Linked DNA regions of Mus musculus: region 1 is linked to region 2. The links are chromatin contacts, called in public Hi-C maps. All regions are on one chromosome and are shown on one strand. Each heading gives the region's core, a stretch centred on a gene start, on an enhancer-like site or on the middle of the called end of the contact. The rest is flanking DNA. Distances are from core to core; before and after follow the strand shown.

Region 1 (5,317 bases), core at 1,503-4,002, 180 kb after region 2:
CTGCAGAAAAACTAACTGCTCTTAAAAGTATGACCTTCTCCCTAAATCCATGGCATCTGCTACCCCTCACTAGGACCATCACCCTTAAGTGAAAATGAATGACTCATTGCTCACTGACCCCTCATGGCGGAAGAACATTTCTTGAACTTTGGAATATATAACACTCAATTTAAAACAAAAAACAACAACAACAAAAAACCTTTATAGTGGACGAAATCTCAACAATTTCCTTTTTCCATAGTCTAGCTGGTAATATGTACCTCTGGCCCATGAAGTGGCAGGAAGGAACATTCTGTGAGGCTGTGACTAGACCAAGGTTGTCTTAGTACATGTTGGGTGAGAGCTAAGCTTTAACCTGAGGTGGTAGCCTCCCATCTACATTTCATGGACTCAAGGTATTAAATGGATGAACTTCTTCCCCTTGGCCAGGCTACATTAACCTTTTATCACTGTAGGTTTTCATCCTAGCAAAACCACACTGAGAATCCTTTAACCTACACCATGACCTTCTTTAAATATGAGCAGAAACTTGGAACTGATTTATTTGACGTCAATTTGGTTTGAGTCCTAGTATTTGCTATATTGATTTATGATCACAATATAAGTGTCCATGACAGACTTTTACTGCTTGTTCTGGACACGAAGTGCCACTTTACATGCCTATATGCTGAGTTCCCTCTGTAGCACTCCACTAAAATCACTAGGTCATTCCACGAGATTCAAGCTCAGTTAAACGTAGCCAATCCAATGATAGTAATGACCTTCATAAAGTGATCTAAAGCAAAAGCTCAATACCTGTCCAGTGAAGGCACATATTTCACTTGGATTATGGAGGAGATGATGCTAAAAAGCTTCATCGAGCCCTGTGTATTGTATCTTAAAATGCCAAACATTTAGAAATGTATACTTAAAAGTGTTGAAGATGTTAATAAGGAGATAGTTTACTCTGGAGTAAAAAATTAGTAGCTGTGGCTTGGAAACCAGCATGTAGCGATCTACAAATTCCATGTCCAACATGGCAATAGTTTCATGATTGACAAAAAAAAGTCATAAGTTGGGGTATTTTTTAAAGATTTTGGAGAGAACGTCAGGTAGGCTGGGTGTACTGGTGTGGAGGAGTCTCTCCTATAGGTCTCAGATGTTGCATGGTTTCACTCTTAGCCTTTGAGTTGGTGGAAGTTAGGGTCTGTTTGCACAATCCAGAGAGTTTATTTGATAGTTACAAGGCTACTAGGTCAAACAAAGAGATGAGAAACAAATGGCTTCATGGAATTGAAGATAACCTGAAACATTCCCACTTGCCACAATTCTCAAAATTCTAGTGGGTCACTCGGTCATATAGAATCTTTTACAAAGGTGTACATCCTCCCTCTCCTGTGAACTTCAGTTCAGAAACAATATATTTGTAAGAACAGCTGATTTTGACTGTATCGCCTTACCTAGTCAGTGTAATCATATAAAAGAACAATAGTATTCCCGTTTGGACATGGATCAACTGAGAAGAAAAGTAACCACACCAGACTGACAAACCAGTAAGTGTTAATGTCTGAAGCCAACTGAGTTTCTTTCGCAGCCAGAGAAGCCAGCTTTCAATAACCTACCCTCCTCCCCTTGCCTCACAATAGCAAGCACTGTAGGTTCTAGTTGACGGTCCATAACTTTTAAGCAAAAGAAAGTCATCCTCACAAATGTTGCCCAAGTCAATTATAAAATGCATTGCTGAAAACATCATCCACACAGTTCTACTCCTCAAAAATGGTATGAAGTCATAGTTTTGAGTCACTGACATATTTCTATTTGGCTACCCTGTTGTTTGTTGAAATATAGCTGCATGTTTACTTAAGCTCACAAGGATACTGTTGCTTAGTTTCTGGTTCGAGAAAAAGACACTTTATTGAAGAAACACAGCTTAGATATACACCAGTTTGGACTCAAGAATTAATACATACATTTGAGGGGTAAGTTGTTGTGTTAGGAAAAGTCTAACAGAAAAACATGCTAACTCACACTTTCATGGAGTTTTACTTTGAGGTAGACTTAGAGTTATCTTGTTATCTGATCATGGAATCCACATAATATAATCTCGTGCCATGTTTATCAATATGCAATGATAAATATTTTCCCTAAAACAAAAACTGGTGTGAGTACATAGTTCACGTGGTCCCTTGCATGGCACATAGTCCTGGGTACCAATTTGCCTCTGTGATAGCATCCCCTCTAAGAAGACACCTCCATGTGCTCCCCTCATCTATGCTTGTGCTTTCTGCATGTGCATCTCTAGCCAATCACCACTTGCTATCCTGGTCTAGAAAACCTCATTTCTAGATCAAGATCAAATGCCACAGAGAACAGTGCTTGCTCCTCCCAAGAATTACCAGGTAGTGACTATGTGAAGAAGACACTACATACAAGTATGAAAACATCATAATAAAACCATTTTTTGCACAACTGTATATGTTAATGAAAATGACTTTTATAGACCAGTTATCATGGCATGCACCTTTAATCTAAGTACTCCAGAGACAGAGGCAGGTGGTGTTCTACTCAAGGCCAGCATGGTCTATGCATCGAGTGCCAGATCACCCAGGGTTATATAGTGAGCACTCAACTAAAGAAATATGTTGAAGTTTATAAAAAGAAAGATGATTTTACAAAAGGAGAACTTGAAGATGAATTGTTTTGCTTGGTTATATGTTCTTTTCTTTCAGTAAAATTATGACTCAGGCTTTATATTTGGAAGCTTGTTTTTCATAGAAACAGGAAACTGTCAGGAGTAATCACTAATTATTTTTGAAGAACAATATCAAGCCTGTCTGTCTCTGTGAAAGGTTCTTAAAGAACTAATATCTAAAGTGAGCAGAGCTGTGCCGAGATACACGGAATCCTAGCTACATATCCTCCTACAATTCCAAGGTAAGTGCATTAAGTAAATTTAAGTATAAAGAAAAAAATTTTTTTAAATTTTTTTAAATTAGGTATTTAGCTCATTTACATTTCCAATGCTATACCAAAAATCCCCCATACCCACCTACCCCCACTCCCCTACCCGCCCACTCCCCCTTTTTGGCCCTGGCGTTCCCCTGTTCTGGGGCATATAAAGTTTGCGTGTCCAATGGGCCTCTCTTTCCAGTGATGGCCGACTAGGCCATCTTTTGATACATATGCAGCTAGAGTCAAGAGCTCCGGGGTACTGGTTAGTTCATAATGTTGTTCCACCTATAGGGTTGCAGATCCCTTTAGCTCCTTGGGTACTTTCTCTAGCTCCTCCATTGGGAGCCCTGTGATCCATCCATTAGCTGACTGTGAGCATCCACTTCTGTGTTTGCTAGGCCCCGGCATAGTCTCACAAGAGACAGCTACATCTGGGTCCTTTCGATAAAATCTTGCTAGTGTATGCAATGGTGTCAGCGTTTGGATGCTGATTATGGGGTGGATCCCTGGATATGGCAGTCTCTACATGGTCCATCCTTTCATCTCAGCTCCAAACTTTGTCTCTGTAACTCCTTCCAAGGGTGTTTTGTTCCCACTTCTAAGGAAAAAAAATTATCCACTAATGCCAAAGCTACAGAAAAGCAGAGATGAAATTCCTTATTAAGATTATTTCTAAGAATAAAAAATTACAAACTTCTAAAGAATTTTATGGTCAACTGACATCAGCCTATGTTCATGACTCCACTCCTCTAAGGCCCAGGCATTCTCTCCCCATTGCAGCATGCATTACTTGAATGGATGCTCTTCCTGTTTCATGTTGGCAATGCCAGTGAAATATATCAGTGGTCCAAAACACTTCTCTGTGACATCTCCTAAGAAGATTCATCAATGTCAAAACACTTCCATTAAAATCTGTTTTGGTTTTGAGTCATATTTATTTTACTGTCAAGCATCTGTATACCAATTACAGCGTGTGGAAGTAATGAGATTAAAGCTTAACTTTCGTCTTCCCCACAATCTTGTGGTATATAAATACCATTCAGGAGGTTTACATTGAAATAATATTTCTAAAAGTCACTGATTAATGATTATAAAAGCCATTTATGACAGTTGCAAGTCAACCCCGTGCTTCCTTCAAAGTGATAGGAAAAGGAACGGTATAAAGACCAAAATTCTGTGGGTTTCAGAACCAAGGCACAAACCGGGAACTGAGGGACTGGCCATACCTAAGTCCTTTTGGCATTCAAAATGATGCTTTATTATTTATGCATTAGATGAGCTTTCTCTGTCAAGAAATTCACTGCCCCTGTGTTGAATTTAATTCTTGTATGCACAGTTATTAAGAGGTAACTGTCTTAGTTACTTGTTGGTTGTTTTGCTAATACATCATGACCAAGACAACTTTTGAAGAAATGGTTTATTGGAAGCTTAGAATTTCAGAGGGGGAGTCCATGACTATCATGGCAGACAGCATGATAGAAGGCAGGCAGGCCTGGCACTGGAGCAGTGACTGTGGGATTACACCTGAGATACAACTATCAGGCAGGGAGAAAAAAAGAGCTTCCTAGAAAGATGTGTGTGTAGGGGGTGAAAGCCCAAAGCATATCCACAGTGACACTCCTACTTCACAAAGGCCATACCTCCTTACCCTTCCCAAACAGTTCTACAAACTGGGGGCTGAGTAAATAAACACATGAGCCTATGGGAGCTACTCTCAGTCAAACAACCACATTCCACTATCTAGACATCATAGACTTAGGATCATGTCATAATGACAAACGGCGTTGGTACAGTTATCTAAAACCCCTAATCTTTCAGTCTCAGTCCAGTTTCAAAGTCTAAAGTCTCTTTTGAGACTCAAGACAATCTTCTATTTGTAGATTCCTTTAAAGTAAAAGTGGAAATTACTACAATACACAGAATTTACATTATTATTTCAAAGGGGAGGAATGGAGGCATGCGGAAGAAATACTACACCGAATCATGTGACTATAACCTTGCATACTTTCAAATCGGGGAGTTCGTGGAATTAGATGTTGCTGCCACTGGTTCCTCAGCTCCAGCTTCTTCCCTACTACTCTCCATAGCCTAGGATAAAATTTTGATGTCACAATAGTACAGTTGTCTAACTTCCTATAAAGACACCAGAGTCTGACAACTTTCTCCATTCCCTTGCCTCTCAACAAAAATATTTATTCACACTTTATCAGATAGACTAACTCCTTTCAGTCTTGAACATTGCTGTATATAAAGTGACTCATGGGAAACATATTTTAAACATATTGGTAGTTAAAAATATATAGCAGTTGAAAATTCATACTTATTTTCAATAAAAAAAGTTTAGGTAATTTCTAAAAATGCATTTTTGTTTGTAAAAACAGTTTAA
Region 2 (4,800 bases), core at 2,277-4,776:
TAAAATTGTTTATAAACTACAGTTGGCCATGAGTACAATCATTTACTGTAAATGACTGGTGTCAGTGTCAGTAATTATAAGTTGATTGATTATGCCTTACTTTGTGTTTTTTCTTTGTAGTACATGGAAGTTGTCTGTGGGAGGGTCTAAATGGGAATAGTCATGGGAAAGGTGAGCAGCTGGTACAAGAGAATGCCATGCATGGCGAATTTTGGACGACAGCACATTTTCTCGGTGGGTACCCCCTTGTGGCTCTGAGCATCCAGAAGGGAGACATCACAGGTTCTCCATGACTTTCACTATGGCTTGCTACTTGAATGTTCTCAAAGGCCCATGTGTTAAAGTCATGGTCCTAAGGGGACATTATAGAAACACTGTGGCCGTATTAAAAGATAGGGAGTTTTTAGATCATTGACCTGTAGTTCTCAAACTGTGGGTCCACGACCTCTTTCACAGAGTCACCCAAGACCATCGGAAAAATACAGAGATTTACATTATAAGCCATAACAATAGCAAATTTACAGTTGTGAAGTAGCAATGAACTATAATTTTATGGTTGGGGTAACCACAGCACAAGGCATTGTGTTACATGGTCTCAGCACTAGGAAGGTTAAGGACCACTGACAATTGAGGATGACTGCTAATGGGGGCTGTGGGACTCTTGCCCCTTCCTCTCTCTTTGCTGTCTGACAAGAAATTTGCCTCATCACGTGTTCTCATGGACATGTGCTTAGTAATAAATTCAATCAGTCATTGAGAGAAACCTGAGGAGTTGGGTGTCCAAATAACCATTTTACTCTGTACATTATTTGTCTTGAGTATTTTGTTACAGTGATAGAATGCTCATTTACATAAGTGACAATGGGGTAGGGACATTTAGAGTCACATGCATAGAGCTGGAGGTAGTACGCTAAGCCGCCTCCTGTTCAAAGCCTTTGTATGCAGGTCCAAGGACTGTAGACACATTGCCTGCTGTCTAGGCAGCACAGTTTCCTTTTTGGGAAGACAGGGATATCTTTTTCATAGGAATTTTATCAAAAGTAAGAATGTAAAGGACTTAAACCCACAGAACAGTGACATGAACTTGACATCATGAGGGAAGTTGTGAATAGAAGCCAAAGGAGGGAAAGCTGGAGAAAGAACTGCCAATTCACAGAACAAAATGAGCTTCCACGGGATAGTAACACAGAATCCACCGTGTCTTTTTATCTGTCTTGAGGACAGATAAAATATTATCACACTAATATGTCATGGGTTCTAAAGAATTTATGCTTTCTTTCACCAAAACTATAATAGGAACTAAAAAAGGAGTATATTCTTTGAAAAAGAAAGATGGCTTGCTTCTAAACCCTAAGTCTGTCCATTCAGCACCTTTTAGACAGTCTCTCCTGGAGTTTGCCATCATTCTTGCTATAGCTAACACCAGGAACATTTTCTGTTTTCAGAATCATGTGTGAGAAAATATATCTACCTCAAATTTCTATTATGAATTTCTTTTCAGTTTGAGGCAGAAGAAGTTCACAGCCCTAACCTAATTTTGTTGGCTTTGATGACTGGCAAAATATGCAAGCAGTTGATACAGCAAAAGACTAATGCTCCCACAGGGGGGCCTGGACGTAAGTGGCTCCTGTGTGTGTCACAAAGGACCACAGTACTGTCCCATGTGGGAAACAGCCACTTAGAGCTGTACAAAGCAGAAAGAGCATGTATTCAGTTTGGGTTTAATTCTCTCTAAATAAATACTCCAGTTTGTCACAAACACAAAGAATTAGCCTGAGGCTCCATCATCCAAAATGTGCTAGCAATACAAAAGCCAAGCTTTTACCATGGGAAGGAAACACATTCAAGTTTCTCTTCTTGAAATTAATTTTATAGATTCAGAGTTGACCGTAGCTATATTACAAGAGGCATATTATGTATAATATCCAATACTGGAAGGAGCAACAAATGGGGTTCTATAAAATATGAATTCCTCATACTATATTTCCTTTCACAGATTCTTGAGAACCTTCTCATGCATGGGCTAGGAATTATTTTTAAACAATTTTACTAGTACAGAAGGCATTTATTGTAGTTGGAGACATATATCTAACCACATTAGAAAATAAACTATCATAATATCTCTGCCAGTGGGCATTCCACAAATTGGAATAACATAAGTCGCAATCTTTGATCACTAGGGGTACTATTGTAAAGTACTCTCCAAAGCATTTAATTGAACCATTGTGCTGTTTCTGTGTCAGCTCTACTGGGCTGCTCACTGCTACGCTGATCAGTCAACTCTGACATCCTCTGTACCTCGGTCAGATGTTGATGAACTCCAATGCTTCCTTTCTGAGCATTAGCAGGAGCGGAGGAGAGAATTCTCTGCATTGGGAAGCTGGGTGACCACTACTGTGGTTTAGAGTAGGGGTGGATAAGAGTAGTTGCTATTTGCTAATGGCTGTGATGCCCCCAGCAAGGTATTCCAAGTGTTACCCCTCTACGTCTCAGCGAAAATACCTCCGTACTCCGTGAGTAAACAGAAGGTTAAACTCGTGTTTTCTTGTTTCCTGTGACTGTGTATGAGTCTGAGTAAATCTTGATTCTGGAGGGTGTGTGTGCCTTTGTATATGAAGCTATGAAGGGGTGATGTGTGTGTGTGGGGGGGGGCTCACTTTGCTGTTCCTTTAAGTCACACAAATCTGCCAGATTTTCATTTCCCCATTCGTCCTTCCCATATTGATCTGCCTGCCTGTCTACCTGTCTGTCCTTCCATCCGTCTGTCCATCCATCCATTCATCCATCCATCTTACCTGTTGCAAACATGTTAAAGCCTGGTCACATATTTTAATGGAATAATTAGTATACATGAAGTTTACTCCCCTTAGATCTTCAACGGAAATATATGAAAGCAATGGTCTTATATCCCTCAGGAAAGAGAAAAGAAATTTGAGTAACAATACAAAATTGGTAAAAATTAAATTTCACTTTGACTTTTTCAAGACAGTTTTCTCTGTTTAGCCCTGGCTTTCTTGGAACTCGATTTGTAGACACAGGCTGGCCTATGAAGTCAAAATCCGCCTGTATCTGCCCCAGGAAGTGCCTGGATTAAAGCCCTGCACCACAGCTCAGCTCTTCTGACTAATTATGAAACTCCCTTAAAGGCTGAAGACAAGAGGAAGTGCAAACAACAGGAACTGGAAGTTGCTCTGGAGAACCGCGGTCACAGAGCTGCTTGCACTGTGGCTTCTTCCTCTGAGCCCACTTCCGCTTACAAAGTCACCGTACACTTTGACTGTTTATAGAGCAGAAACCACAGGGTATCCATAAACACCAGTGGCCATCACATCTTCTGTCTTTACAGGCCGAAAGGCAGTAGCAGCCTTTTGACCATGTGAGCCACCTGAACTCATGTAATGTTTAGTAAAAGAAAAAAAAATATCGATGGATGTATAAATCTTCACCACAGATTTATTCATAACTACCAAAGGCTAGAATATCAGCCAGACATCCCTCAGCAGCTGAGCAGTGAATGGCCTGACACAACACACTACAGAAACCTCCACAGCAAGGGAAAGAATGGCTTTTGGTACACAGTAGGTAGTGATCCTCAAAAGACTAAGATGCCTTTAAAAAGAAGTAATAGTCTTGAAGTACAATATTAGGGGACTGAAGAAAAGATCAGTGACAGCTAAGGGTTAAGGATATGTCAGGGGATAGTGCAGGACGAGGTAGCCTTTCTGTGATGGAGTGGTTAGAATATTGATATTGGTGGTACAAACACAAAGCCATTTGTTTGATGCAGTCTCATAGAACTAAGCACACACACAAATCTCTCTCTCCTTCTCTCTCTTTCTCTGTGTGTACAAACACACACACACACACACACACACACACACACACACACACACACACTTGCACACATGGGAGGTGTATATTGAAAGTAGGAAATTCTGGATTATACCAATGCCTTATATGTGGGCTAGGCATAGTTACAGGGAAACAGGCATAGTTACAAGTAAGCTTTCTGTATAATTTATTTTGTATTTTCATGAGTCTATAAATATTCACAAATAAAAAACAAAACAAAACTAAAGTGGTTTGACCATGCTTCATTTTTACACTCTGACTTTTTTTTTTGTTTTGTTTTGTTTTGTTTTTGTATACAAATGCTGTTAGTTTATTCTCTCATGTAATATAAGCTAGAACAAACTGAAGATAGGGGATATTGGAATAATGACAGAGAAGGAAGAGATGGAGATGGTATGATGGTTTATAGATGCTCAGCCCAGGGAGTGTCGATATTGGGAGGTGTGGCCTTGTTGGAGTAGGTGTGTCACTGTGGGCATGGGTTTTAAGAGCCTCATCCTAGCTGCCTGGAAGTCAGTCTCCCACTAGCAGCCTTCAGAGGAAGATGTAGAACTCTCACTCTCCAGCACCATGCCTGCCTGGATGAAGTCAACCCCAATTAAATGTTGTCGATTAAAAGACTTATAATGGTTATGGTGTCTGTTCACAGCAGTAAAACCCTAAGACAGATGGGCATACAGAAAAAAAAAAAAAAAAAAGAAAAAAAAAAAGAAAAAGGAATGTGTTCACTTGTGAGTATCCTTTTGTTCTTTATTCTTATCAGAGCTGACTGGACTTGCCCAACCTCATTGATACTTTGTTCCTTGAATGAGCTGTTAGCCCTGAAATAGAATATAGGAATCACATAGCCAATCTTATGCAAGAACTACCCTGTCATTGGTGAAAAGGTCATGGGTTATACCCCAGATTCTCTGCTCATCAGATGCCCAAAATTCTTTCTATTGTCCT

The links. A called contact is a pair of places that touch in the nucleus more often than the background predicts.
Region 1: a contact with region 2 is called in a Hi-C map of bone marrow-derived macrophages, with 3 times the contacts expected there. The contact joins two enhancer-like sites. A contact is called at or near these places in 7 of 39 promoter capture datasets (the C10 cell line, the HPC-7 cell line, cranial neural crest and 3 more), 1 of 15 datasets of contacts at CTCF or cohesin (pro-B cells), 2 of 484 Hi-C or Micro-C datasets (both in bone marrow-derived macrophages) and 1 of 9 other capture datasets (bone marrow-derived macrophages).

The regions. Positions count from the first base shown.
Region 1 is chr15:30,429,181-30,434,497 of GRCm38.p6, reverse strand. All of the region lies in intron 2 of Ctnnd2 (catenin (cadherin associated protein), delta 2), which reads right to left. Among named protein-coding and RNA genes, the nearest start is that of Gm41284, 71 kb to the left of the region's middle. Within about 2 kb of position 2,752, at least 1 of the 459 cell types and tissues checked has an H3K27ac peak or open chromatin away from gene starts, as enhancers often do. A contact at or near this core is called in bone marrow-derived macrophages, where this site is marked.
Region 2 is chr15:30,609,202-30,614,001 of GRCm38.p6, reverse strand. The region is part of intron 3 of Ctnnd2 (catenin (cadherin associated protein), delta 2); the gene reads right to left. Among named protein-coding and RNA genes, the nearest start is that of Gm24487, 10 kb to the right of the region's middle. Within about 2 kb of position 3,526, at least 101 of the 459 cell types and tissues checked have an H3K27ac peak or open chromatin away from gene starts, as enhancers often do. A contact at or near this core is called in bone marrow-derived macrophages, where this site is marked.